Regions from separate parts of the Callithrix jacchus genome. Here all the other regions are linked to region 1. The links are chromatin contacts, called in public Hi-C maps. All regions are on one chromosome and are shown on one strand. Each heading gives the region's core, a stretch centred on a gene start, on an enhancer-like site or on the middle of the called end of the contact. The rest is flanking DNA. Distances are from core to core; before and after follow the strand shown. Region 1 overlaps MAML3 (mastermind like transcriptional coactivator 3). Region 2 has its middle 30 kb from the start of SCOC. Region 3 has its middle 78 kb from the start of MAML3.

Region 1 (4,381 bases), core at 782-3,281:
TATAATGAGTCGAATTATAGGGGACTCACTCCTTCCTCAGTCGTGGGTGCTCCTCAGCCTCCACAGCACAGTTGCAACTGAAGTAGCCTTTCCTGGAAGAATTGGCTCCTTCAGCCAATTCTTATAGAATTCTTGGGTTTGTATTGCAAACATCACTGGCCTAAGCAACCCTCCGAAAATTTTGAGAATTTTGTCCCAAGGCAGGAAACTTTGCAACAGAAACCTAAGCAACTCAGCACCCTGGCTTGCTTTTGAAAGTGCAGCTTTGCAATTTAATCAGGGCACAGGATTATTTGCCCCAATGATTCTCTATGGGACATCGTAATCACCTGGAGAGCTTGTTAAACCATCCCCAGAAGTTCTAATTCAGGAGGCCTAGAGGGGGAGCCTGGGAATTTGCATTTCTAACAAGCTCCCAGGTGGGAACTAATGCATTTGATCCTGGAACCACACTTTGAGAACCTCTAATTTAGTTCTTCGTTCAACTGGGGAGGTTTTAGAGTCTTCTTAGCTATTTCTTTTCTATGGCACTTCATTAACTATGTCACCTTCAAAATTTCCATTGTCAAGGAGTCTTATGAGTATGGTTTTCATTTCAGGGGGTGGGGACTGAGAGAGAGAGGTCATATGGCTTGCCTGCACCTCGGGCAGTCACAGCCAGGCGCCTCCGTCTAGCCATCGTGGGTGTTAGATTCATCCTGAGCTGCTCAATGACGTAAAACTGCTGCGCTCTTTGGCCCAGCAAGGTCATGTTAGCTTTCACCTCTGATACATACATCCGTCTTCTCAAACTTACTAATAAAACTTTCAACAGTATCTTTGCAGTGGAAAGCCTCTGGATTCTGGTGAGAGGTTGGACGTAGAAATCTTTTGATATATAAAATTTAATCGAAATCCCACTTGGGCTAAAGATTCATTCCTTAAAAAATTTTTTTACTTGACTCAGTTCAGTGTGTGTGTGTGTGTGTGTGTGTGTGTGTGTGTGTAGCATAGGTTTTCTAGGACATTCCTTTTGTTTATGCATTGCTTTATTTTTACTCTTTCCTGCCACGAAATATCCTCATCTCTGTCCCCGTGTCCTCCCCAGCCACTAACACGCACGGTATGGCGAGACCTGGGAAATGCGCCCTCGGGAGCACACCACAGCCTCGCCGGCTCCTGAGCGGCGCGCACCGGCCAAGGACCTCCAGAGCCCTTAGCGGGTCTCCCGAGCGCCCCCGCGCCGCCCCTGCCCGCGCCTGGGACCGCCTCGTGGGCTTCTTTGTTAGGGCCGCCTGCGCCGAGAGGCGGTCTCGGGCCTGCCGGCGGCGCACAGGCCCCATTCCTGACTTCTTAGCCGGAGTCCCCTAAGTACTTGTAAGCACATAGGCTCGAGTCGAGAGGCCAAATTAGGCCCCAGGGGACTTTTTCAATAAAATCCTAAATTTCATTTAGGCCGTTCGTAGGCCAAGCAGTTGCAAGGACTCTGAGCCGAAGAAGCCGCGCCGGGCCTACCCGAGGCTCGCTCCTTCCCTCCCCGCGCCGGCTTTGTGCAGCTGGGCTCCTGGAAACCAGGTCCCTCCCGGGCTGTCAGCCCTGGGGTCTGGTGTCCGCCACCCTCCCGCCCCTCTGTGGTCGCCACTGCCCCCGGACCCCACTCCCAGCCCTTCCGTTTCCTTCCACGTCCCCTTCCCGTGTCCTCCCCCGCCTGAGTTCTCCCTCCCCTCTGGCTGGAAGAAAAGTCGGTAATAAGAAACCAGTTCAGTGTCAGTCGGAGGAGGGGGGAGATAATCCCAGAGATACACCGCAATGGAGAGAGAACTCATTTTGTGTAAAGAGGGCCTCGAGTCACCAGGGAATTCCTGGATTGTCTCAGGCTGTCGTGTGTGATGTCCATCACGCCGTGCGAACACCATCTGCTCGGTATTATGCTCTCAGTTGCCAGGCTACCTGCTGTACGCAGTAACACTTGACTGCCTGGCTCCACGTTCGCAGCGCTCGCCCAGACGCGCTGGGCGGGGGCCGCGGAGGGGCGGGCGGGAGCCCTGATTAAGCCATCTGCGAGGGGAGGGGCGCGGGCGCGGCGGCGGCCGGGCGCGAGGCCGGGCTGACACCACCATCTGCTGGGGCGCTGGGAGAACGGCAGCTGCTCCGCGTTCCCCCGGCGAGGGACGCCTGGAAAAGGCTGAAAAGCCCTGGGCGTCCTCGAGCCCGTGATTCACGGGGTCCCCGTCACCCCAGCCTCCTCGCCACCGGCCGTCTTTTGTGATTCCCTGCTCTTTGGTTCGCTGCCAACAACGCCGGCCCCTCTCACCCAAACACTATGCATGTTCTTGAAAACACTTCAGAGAAATTAAAGCTTCCCTACGCACAGATTTATAAATAAACAGCTGGCTGTTCTTGGGAGATATTTTTACCATAGCTGTTTTTTGAAGTCGAAAACTGCCTGTTTGGGGGAGGTAAGGGTGCTCTTAACACCTCCTACCTCACTCTAGCCTTTAGAAAATTGCTAAGATCTTTTCCCTGGAAGAGAAGATATGTAAAGTAGGTTCCTTGGTTTTTATTTCTTTCTCCTTCCTTTATTTTACGGAAGAGTGAGAGGGTTAGGCGAGTAATGAAGATCTATGTAGCCAGTTGGATTTTTGAGGGGGAGAAACTGTATTAAGATTCTTAGGAGAAGCAAGGGAGGTCGTTGGGCAAGGAGTGGATTGGAGAACAAGCCAGTAATTACAACTAAAAATACTGCATCATTTGGCTTCAAGGCATTACATTCCACATGAGGAAAGCTCAGCCTGGTTTTCTCTAATTGCACAACACAGTGTGTGTCTTTCTTAGAAATGAGCAGTGGCTTGAAATCCTGAAATCTGACAGAAGATTTCTCATTAAGCCCTCTTAGACTGGAGGTTAAAGGAAGCCATGTAATAGGAAACAGTGGCCTCGGCCAGCTTAATGTATAAGGCAAGTCACTGAGTACATCTTCACACTTTGGAATATACATCAGAATCTGGGGCTGTAGGTGTGTCTCACCCACCGTTGAATGTGGCAGAGCTTGTTGGGAAAGTACTAAAGATGTTTCGTAGGGAGGGCAGTCCTTTAAGAATGCACCTAGTGCTGGGAGCAGTGGCTGCTGCCTGTCATCCCAACATTTTGGGAGGCCAAGGCAGGAGGACTGTTTGAAGCCAGGAGTTTAAGACCAGCCTGGGCAACATAGTAAGACCACCATCTCTACAATGAATTTAAAAATTAGCAGGGCATGGTGGCATTCATCTGTAGTCTCACTTACTCAGGAGGCTGAGGCAGGAAGATTGGTTGAGCCCAGGGGCTGGAGGTTGCAGTGAGCTGTGATCATACCACTGAACTCCAGACTGAGCAATGGAGTGAAACCCTGTCTCTAAAAAAAAATTAATAGAATAATACATACAGCCCTTCCTGCCTGTAGGTCTTCAGTGAGAACCCTAAGGCTAAACCTCTGGAAGGGAATTATTTGGGGAAACATATAATCGTGGGAAGTAATAACATGACTATCCTTTTGGGAGGGTTGTTTTTTTTTTTCACACTGTGCTTTTGAAGTTCTTTTTTTTTTTTTTTTTTTGGCCCAGGATGACAGGGGCAAAAAGTGATTTGATGTATTATCGTCACCCCATTTGCCTCTCCCTTTCTTTTCCCAGTGGAGGGGAGGCTGGGAAAGCAACACTTCTTCACTCCTTACCACTTCTAGGCACACTCCCCAGCTGTGCCGGCTGGTCGCACAGGACAAGCATATCTCAAAGTGCACAAAGATAAACAGGGCCCTCCCAGACCAGCCCTCTCAAAAAAATCAAGCTGAAGAAAATTTTATCTTCCCTTGGGCTTCATTTTCTTTCCAACTCTCTCCTCCTTATCAAAACTGAAAAGTATCAAATATACTGAGATAGAAAAAACAAACTGCATATCTGCATTTTTGCTGATTGGCTGTTTATATGTCAGTGTGAATTCATTTGTTAAAGTGTAAAGTCAATCAGCCATTTGTCCCTAAAGGTGGCAAGAAACAGATTTATTTCACTGGAAGGAAGGGCTTGGAAAATAGGTGGCAAATATTTGGGGGGAAAGGGAAGACCCTGAAATATCTAGACCCCTGCAAGGGTTAGTCCTGAAGTAAACTTTTTGGTAGCACGAAGGTTCCTGGCATTGTTTAGTATAAGATCTTTTTATTAACATCAAAAATATTTCCTAGCTATGTTTGTGTATGTATAGAGAAAATACACTAAGACAAAACGTTTTATTAATTTCAGCTACAGCATTTATGTATAAAAAATAGAATGCAGTACACTTATGAGAGACACACTGTATAGGTATACAGGCTGTTCTTAGGTGCACACTTAACACCATGAAGACACTGCCTGGGAGAGGCCTGAGCTAGTAG
Region 2 (4,381 bases), core at 805-3,304, 590 kb before region 1:
AAACTCCCCCATTTCACCAAACAGCTAAATTACCACTAGTACCTCAGGGAAAAGTGAACAGGGTTGAGAGGGGCTGAAGCTGCTTTTCCCAATGCTTTCAAAAGAATTAAAACTCTTATCATATGGTCTAAAGCAGGAACGCAAGACTGAGAAGGAAGATTCCCTCCAATGCAAGGAATTACATCATATGCTCTAAGCCTACTGGTTGCTGCTTTACAGACACATTGCACATAGAGTGAAAGTTTCTGAAGGGTTTATTGTTCTTTGGAATTTGTTTAAGATTTAATCATAACCTTGTTAAAAAAAAAGAGAGATACCAATCCCACTGGCAACAGACAGCTGGTAATGCACCCACATCATCCTAAGAAGAGTGCTGTCAAGTGGGGAAGCTGGTGACTTCACCTGGTGGAGAGGCGGCAATAGCCTATTTGAAATAAGGAACCATCATCTTTAAAGAGCCTTTAATTAACATGACATCACTTCCAGCACTGTAGGAATTCATAATGGAGCAACCCAACCAAGTACAACTGGTTGAAGATCAATCAGATTTGGATTTTCACGTGACAGAGATTTTTTTAAAATACAAAGCATAAGAATTTACAATCATCCCCTTCCCCATATTTTAGGGAAAACTATTGTTTCACTTACTCAGTTCCTATGCATTTGGATGGCTTTGGTGTGCTGGTCAGATAAATGGGTAGAAAAGATAACTGGGAGAAAGTAAAGAGAGGTTTATTTGATCTACATAGGAAAGGTCATAGAGTCACCTTAAGGAGGCAACGGAAACATCTAGAGCTTGGCAAGGATAGCAAGAGAGAGGGAAGGAGGGAGTGTCAAGAGAGGCAGCCTAGGCTGGAGACTTTGAAAGAGAGAAGAGAAATTTCAGTAGCTGCCATGAGCTATGGGGTTTGGGGGAGAGAGGAATGGAGAAGTAGATTTACTGCAACTTTGGACAGGCACTTCTGAGTAACTCTTTTTTACTCTTATTCAGGGAAAGCTTCAATATATTAATCATTCTTCAAGAATTTGGAATGGTATTTGTTTTTCTCTTGCATATGTTATCATGAGGTAATAGGCTTTAAGGAATGACAAAGAAGCCCAGATTTATTTGGATATATCTCTTTGAATCTTTATAGAGTGAGTCATTCTGTGGGTACTATGCTTGTCCATAAAGTATAAAGTGGTGACTGTAAAAGGATGTGCCTAGGAGGTGGCCAGAGTGCAGGATGTGACAATGCCTCAGCAACAGAATGGTGACAAGGCTGTTAGTTAGAAGAGGGCCCAGCAGAAGCCAGAGACTTGAATGTAGTCACTTCTCCAGCACACTTCCTGTCACCTATCCCCTGATGGAGACTCATGGTTGGTCTTCAGCACATTGTCTTTGGGTCTTCCATTCTGCAAGATGTTTGCTGGAGAATGGCCAGCTGTGAGGTGAGGCTCCAGCTGCTGGGCACAGGGTCATGGAAAGTCACTGCCCTGGAATTAAAAGTGCATCACTTCAGGATCAGCACTCGTGCTGTGTGACTCTTCACCTATTTGGCCTCAGTTTCTTCACCTGTAATGCCGCTGTCTTGGGAAAACGGTATCAATGATCCCTTTCAGTTCTTATGCTCAATGACATCTTTCCAGATACTCATTCCTTACTGCAGCTATTGCTCCCACTTTGTCTGACCCCAGGGCTTTGGTCATCTCCAACTCCGCATCCAGATGTTTATTCTACTCACATCATGGCCCTCTCAGTTAGACCTAACTGGACATGAGCAAGGACACTGAGGCCATGGCTAGAGCACCAAAGCTGCCTGCTCCTGAAATGTAAGCTCTAGACTGGCTGGGGGAGAAAAAAGGGAGTCTCGTCAGTGACCCGGGCACTCTGAGAACCATCTCTGTATGCTGCTTCTCCACACACACAAAGAATGAGACAGTAGAGCCTGTCTCTGGAGCTCAGACAGCTTGCATAGCAGGAAGAGGCAGTTTTGCTTTTCTCCAGACACTTCTCAGAGCCACTGAAACAGCAACTGGATAAATATAGGAGGATGACGCATCAACTCTGAGTGGATGTGAGTGCATGAGCATGCATGCACAGACAAGCCAGCAAGCTGCAGGCTGCCACGTGGCTGTCAACCTCCAAGAATCGACACTCGGGCTCCCAGAGCCAGAAAATCTTAACAAAACTTGGTGTCATCAAAGAATCTTGGCAGGAGGGTGATCTGAGGCCATGAGCACAGTCATGCCCTTGGCTCCTTGGAGCATTCACAGAGGTCACCCTCTGCTCGGCCCTGGCTATATATAGTCTTGCTTTCCCCAGCACACATAAAATCTTTCTGAATGAAACACCAGAAATCCTCCCAGGCTCTGTGAAAGCATCAACTGAGTGGCATTTGAAGGCCCTAGAAAATGAGTGGAGGAAACAGAGCAGGTGTTTTGCTCATTGTGAAAGGCAAACGCTGACTTGGAAGGTTTTGAGGTAGGGAATGTGGGCCAATCTCAGCACTGCCAATTTTTAATTACTAGCACAATTAGCAGCCTGGCCTAACAACAAGCCTATTTTGTCAGGCTCTGTTTAAGAACCAGCAAATTGAGGCAATAGCACTAAACAGATGAATAGCACAGTCATCATATCCCACTCTCTGAAAGCAGTGATCTGCCTGCACATTCCTGAACTTATCACAGCCTGTACCACCAGCAAATATCTGACATCCTCTTCTTAGTCCTGACTAAATTGGCATAAAAGTAGGAATCATGTCTCCATAAAGGCCATCTTCCTGTAGTTGATCAAGCATATTAAGTGAACTATATTAAAACAATGCAACATACATCAACATTAGCTTCTTGGGATAAAATAAAATAGAATCTCCCTGTCCTCTTATTATCATCTCTTGTCATGACCACCATTTGAAATAATTTTGAAATATTTGATGTAAAGGTGTACAAGCCCTAAAGGTTAGAAAGTAGCATCTCCTTTGAGACAGGATTTCTGTGAGAGATCCAGTATCCAGAAGTATCCCTCTGGCCTTGGAATGCTTTGGCAGAGTCCCCTTGATATAACTCATATGTGGTTGAGTCTGTTACTCAGATCAAACCTAAGAGACTCAGAAAGGCTAAGATAGTTCCTCTGGGATGTGCAAGATCCCTGAGGAACAAGAGAGGCTTATAAACAATGATAGAGGATCTTTGTAAGGAAAGGGAGGCTGTAGACTTTTCTAGACCATAAGACTTCATCTCTAGGACTGAGTTAGAGAAGCAGAAACTGTAGACTTTGATAAGCACTTCCTGAGCTTTAACTAGTCCCTAGCTCTTGTATTCCTGGGTCAAGACAACTGATTGCTGATTCTTCACTGAGCTAAACTTTGGTCAATCGTGGTGGAAGAAGCCTTAGACTCCTCAAGGGAGATCTGGACAACTCCCTACCTACAGAACTACTCTGATTTTAGCAGAGTATGCTCTATCAGAAGATCAGCAGAGGACTGAGTCGTGTTAATTGCAGTCACTGTCTTAGGCTGCTGTAAGAAGATACTTTAAACTGGATAATTATAAGCAACAGAAATTTAAAAGCAACAGTTCTGGAAGCTGGGAAGTGTCAAGATCAAGGCACCAGCAGATTTGGTGTCTGGTGAGGGCTCACTCGCTGCCTCATAGATGGCCTTGTTGCTGCATCCTCGCATGATGGAAAATATGAACAATATCTCTTGGGCCTCTTGGATAAGAGCACAGACTCCAGTGATCGCCTCTCACAGCCCCATCTCTTAATTGCACCATGTTGAAGACTAGGTTTCAACATATGTATTTGGGAGAACACAAACATTCAGACCACAGCAGTCACTAAAAAGATCTTCTCCCAAATATGGCCTCACTTCATGCCTAATTCCACCATTATTTACTGGAGACAAATGTTGCTTCTCTTTGAGAATCATCTACAAATACTACATAAGGGAATGTCAGTCATTTCCCACCTTTTCCTGTTCGTACCTACACACTACACTTCCTAGGGGTCCTGACCAGCTGGCTTCCAGTTACGTTAGGCCAAAGGGAAGTCCTGGCAGGAATTAGAGAGCAGAGGAAAGAAAGAAGTGGTAGTATTCCTGCCCCACCTCTCTCTGTTTGGGGGTGTCTCTGGTAGCGTCCACATTTCCCCTGTGGTCACACCAGGCCTCCAGTGTTTTCTGGGTGGACCAGGCACATCTCCTTGATACCTCTAGTTCTTGACATTGCTAATCTCTGCCTCAGCATCTCCTGTTTAACCCATTTGTAGCTGATTCCCCTATTCATTTCCTTTATTGAACTACCTGACTTAGGCTGTTTTCTTGTCTCCATTCTAACTTACTCAGAGGAGTATAGATATGGTTTGACTGAGTCCCTACCCAAATCTTCTCTTGAATTGTAG
Region 3 (4,381 bases), core at 820-3,319, 520 kb before region 1:
AAGTAGATTCTTTTATTAATAATAGTTAACTTGGCTACTGTGAAATGCATTTCTACACTATGTTTAACATTTTTAGCATGCTTCCGCTCTCGCCCTCACTACACACTCACACACACTTCCCAATGGTAGAATGGCAGATAAATGGCATCATGTCCTTTATTTTACAAATGAGAAAATGTAAACTGGAAGAAGCCAAGTCCATGCAGATAATTAGGGACAGAGTTAGAAAAATGTAAGCCTCAAAATCCACTGCTTATCCCTCTCAACTTCATTTTCTAGAACCCTGAAAACTGGCTTTCTCTCTTTCTCTCTCTCTCTCTCTCTCTCTTTCTGTTTTTTTTTTACATCCTTTTTGTCCCCCTACACTTACTGATCTCACAGGGCTACAGGTGCCTTCTCCATGTTCCTTCTCTAGGAAGGCTTCTAAAGCAACACTCTCATCTCTGAGGTTATCAAGTAAAGTTTGCAGGAAAGTGAGAGCTCAGACATGACTGTTTGCTTGTTAAGCTTGTTCCTCATTGCAAGCCCGGAGAAAAACCTGCTGAAAATCATATTACCGCGTCACTGGGACCTCCAGAATGCTCTAAGTGGAGGATCCAGTCATGCTGCACAAGTAATCTGCAGGCTGAAATAGCTGCGTCGTGATGCTATTACAGACATGAGCCTGTTTTGTATGAGCTTCTAAAGTGTAGGCAGGCTTAAGAATCAGAAGGGAAAGCATGGGTTGAACACCAAAAGAGCACCTTAAACTAATATTTTTTTCACGTAGTGAATTAAATTGTAAAGCTTATTAGAAACTGATGAAGAAGCACAGAAATGCTATAGCAGATGAGGTTCCAACTCCATCGTTCACACACATCCAACAACGACTTAATTCTCTGTATCCCGTTTGCCAACCCAGTCTGCTTTTATTCCTTCCCAGTAAGTGCCTCCCAGTACCTGCCCAGTACCACTCAGCCAGAAAAGTTTCCTGAGATTTTTTAGTACTGAAACAAAGAGGGCTGCAAATGGGAAACCCAGTACAATAGACAGCCAGCTGCTGCTGGCCGTGGCATGGCTCCCCAGGCTCAGACGGAAAGAATGAACCCACTCGAAGACGCTCCTGTCTGCCCCACTTGAGGCACTACTACTAGGGCCGGCATCCCTGGGAAATTGCCCTGTAAAATGAGCAGCTCCCTTTCAATAGCAGACTCCCAGCTGCTTCCCACCTCGGAGGCTGCTATTGGGCATGACATGGCAGTCCTCCTGGCCTGGCTCGCTCTCAGCAGGACTATTAGGAGCCTGGGCTGGGAGGTACAGGTGGGTGGGGGCAATGCAGCAGCCCCAGGTGGCACACCTGCCCTTTGCATGGCCCTCTCCAGCTTTAGGTTGACGGGGCTGGTGTTGGGCGCCCTTTCCAAGTGTATTGATCTCCCCTCCTCTTCCCAAGTTGCGCCATGCACCTTCACCCACGCTAAAGCCCTGCCTGGAAACAGAACACTGTGGCCAGCCCTTCCCCCAAGAGCCAGAAGGGCCAGCTCTGGCCCACAGCCAGGCTCTAAAGAAGCAGCATAGGGCAGAGAGAGGCAGTGGGTGGGGCTGAGAGCCTTGTGTTACACATTCAAAGCCTAATTTTGGATCAGAGTCATCCTTGTAGCCAAGCCTGAAAGATCACTGAGGCCCCAAAGTGAACCCACAGCTCTGAGGCGGGGCCTGGATGAACCCTCAGCTCTCTTGCCCACATGCTACTCTCCTTAGGGAAGTTAAGTTAGGCTTGTTTGGGTTTTTGCTGGTGTTTTTTTTAACAACATCATTTGTCTTTTAGCCTCACGCTCACCGAGGGCAGCGCAGTTTCCTACCCCTATCTCTGTATACATTCACAAAATGCCTCGGCTGAGATGCTGACCAGAAGCCAGGGCTTCTAATGCTACTGCCTAGGACATGCCATTCTGCTGCTGGTCACAGCAGTCAGACAATAGGCCAGTCGCACGAGGGCAGCTGCAGGTGAAAGCAGGCACCTTCCCATTAACAACAGAACCAACTGTCTCTGGCATGGAGAGTCCTGCCAGAGGGGAACCAGACCCGAACCAGCTGTGGCCTCTGGAAGCCACAGGAGAGAGCAGGGCTGCTCCCTCTTCTTACAAGGGTGTGGGCACTTCCTTCAGAGAATTTGTTGCTGCCAAGATCAGGCTGTTGCCTCCCTGGAACTCGGGTATCGGGATGCTTGTTTGCAGAGCTGGCCAGCCAGCAGCCCAGAGCAGCTGGTTGTAATTATGCGTTGCAGCTTCAGAGGAAGTTGCTGGCTGCGGAGCGTGTGCTGGGCCTGGCTGCACATTGGCTGCTGGGCTTAAGGGAACAATGGAGATAGAAACCAGTGGCAGCAGGGAAAGGGGAGGAGCAGGACGAGGGTGAAGACAGGCAGAAAGAAAGGGCAGGAGCTGCTCCCAGCGATGAATATGGAAAAACCCACATCTGCACTCCAAGGATCCTTCTCTTGTTCCCAGACTTAAAACAAAGTGCATGCCCCTCTGTGAACAGCCCCTGACTTTTCTTTTTAAGCTGTACCTGATGCACACTGTATTTAGAGAAGTGTGCCTGGCTGACATATTGAATAGCACTCCTCAGCCTGTTTAATCTAAATTGACTGCATCTTTGTAGCAGCTGGCCACAGAGAAAAACAAAAGAATTCATGATGAAAAAGGCGAATCTCTCTTGAACAGAAAGGACCGGGGTAGTGGTAGCAGCAGTTAAACATTTCAGTACCTTGCTGAATACTGTGCCCAGATGTGTACATCAGGAGGAAAAGAAAAAAAAGACAACTTTAGAGAAGTGAAATGTGGGTTAATTAACAAGTTTTTTTTTCCTGGATGGAGAAAAACTTATTAATATCTGGTTCTTATACTTTCCAAGATTTCTTCAGTGCTTCCTAATTAGAACGTAGCAGGAAAACGAACAGAGGAAAATAAGTGACTTGTTGGGGGTGGGGGGCTTTCTTCCTGCTGCCTGTGTTTGGAGCCTCCCCCCATGCCCCTCAAACCAGCAAAGATCTTCAAGTATTTATGGACAGTGACATCTACTTAGTCCTTCTGTGGTCCCTTCCTCCTTTCAGTTGAGAGCTTGCTTATAGCATCCACACAGCTCAGAATCCCCAAGAAAGTATGCAGAATCCCATGTTTCTGCCAGCTCAGGGAATAAGTTGAAGGCCCCAAACCAGACAGTGCAAAGGCCTGAGAGTCTTGTGGCCTCTTGGTGACCCCTCTTTACTTGTACCACTCCTGATTTATGTTGCTTTAAAAGGGCGGGTGTCCTACCTGTTATTTGGCACCCTTGATGTATAAAACTGACATCCACGCACAATGACACACTATTGGCTTGGGTTGGTAAATGAGGAGGCAATTTCATTATCTTTTCCCCTCGTCCATTGCCTAGCACAAGATTACTTGAAATGCTATCAATCAGTAGATATGAATGCAGGGAAGTGCCCAGCTTGTGTGTGGGCATGGCAGCCTTGTGCCCTAATGATTACAGAAAATAAATGATGATGCTATTGTCTTTAGGACGGATTGCAGGTTCTCCTTATTGCCTGAGTAAAGAGATTATGGTGACAGGTCAAAAGGATTTTTCCAGTAAGTTCCAAGTAGGTACTATTTTTTCTTCATTTTCCTTCCTTCTCTTTCCTTCCACTTTGGTCCTAATTTTTTTTTTTAGCAGAGTCTCACTCTGTTGCACATGCTGGGAATGCCGTGGCATGATCATATAGCCTTGAACTCCTAGGCCCAAGGGATCCTCCCATTTCACCTTCCAAGCACGTAAGACTACAGGTGCATGCCACCATGCCCAGTTAATTTTTTAATAAACATGTGGTCTCACTTGTTGCCCAGGCTGGCCCTAGATTTTCTAAACACACATATACATGTACACATACACAGTTAATTTTCTAGAGTTGTGGTGTTCAATACAGTAGCCACTTATGGGAATTTATATGAATTAAAATTAAATAAAATTTAAAACACAGTCCTACAATCACACGAGCCATATTTCAACTCCTCAGTAGCCACTTGTGGCAGTGGCTTCCATATTGGACAGCACAGAATTAGAGACTATTTCCATCATGGCAAAGTTCTATTAGGTAGCCCAACCTAGAGCACCTATTTGCTCTTCTACCTCAGGACTCTTGTTCCTTTTAGAATCCTTTACCTATAATTTTTATAAAGGTGAAACTTTTAAAAAAAATCACAACTTAAATCAATACTAATTAGCTTCCTCCCAGCTCCTAAGGGAAAGCTGTCCAGCTAGTCTGCTAATAGATCTTCTAGAATAGTTAGCTTAGCAGGGTGTGGCATCGTAGACACTGAAAGAACATAAAGTCAGCTAAACTAGTTTTAGGCTGTCTGACCCTAAC

The links. A called contact is a pair of places that touch in the nucleus more often than the background predicts.
Region 2: a contact with region 1 is called in a Hi-C map of skeletal muscle, with 3 times the contacts expected there. The contact joins two enhancer-like sites. A contact is called at or near these places in 2 of 3 Hi-C or Micro-C datasets (both in skeletal muscle).
Region 3: a contact with region 1 is called in a Hi-C map of skeletal muscle, with 9 times the contacts expected there. The contact joins two enhancer-like sites. A contact is called at or near these places in 2 of 3 Hi-C or Micro-C datasets (both in skeletal muscle).

What each region holds. Positions count from the first base shown.
Region 1 is chr3:57,238,335-57,242,715 of calJac240_pri, forward strand. The region is part of intron 2 of MAML3 (mastermind like transcriptional coactivator 3); the gene reads left to right. Among named protein-coding and RNA genes, the nearest start is that of MGST2, 68 kb to the right of the region's middle. Within about 2 kb of position 2,032, at least 15 of the 16 cell types and tissues checked have an H3K27ac peak or open chromatin away from gene starts, as enhancers often do. A contact at or near this core is called in skeletal muscle, where this site is marked.
Region 2 is chr3:56,645,162-56,649,542 of calJac240_pri, forward strand. No RefSeq gene overlaps it. Among named protein-coding and RNA genes, the nearest start is that of SCOC, 30 kb to the left of the region's middle. Within about 2 kb of position 2,055, at least 3 of the 16 cell types and tissues checked have an H3K27ac peak or open chromatin away from gene starts, as enhancers often do. A contact at or near this core is called in skeletal muscle, where this site is marked.
Region 3 is chr3:56,717,617-56,721,997 of calJac240_pri, forward strand. No RefSeq gene overlaps it. Among named protein-coding and RNA genes, the nearest start is that of MAML3, 78 kb to the right of the region's middle. Within about 2 kb of position 2,070, at least 8 of the 16 cell types and tissues checked have an H3K27ac peak or open chromatin away from gene starts, as enhancers often do. A contact at or near this core is called in skeletal muscle, where this site is marked.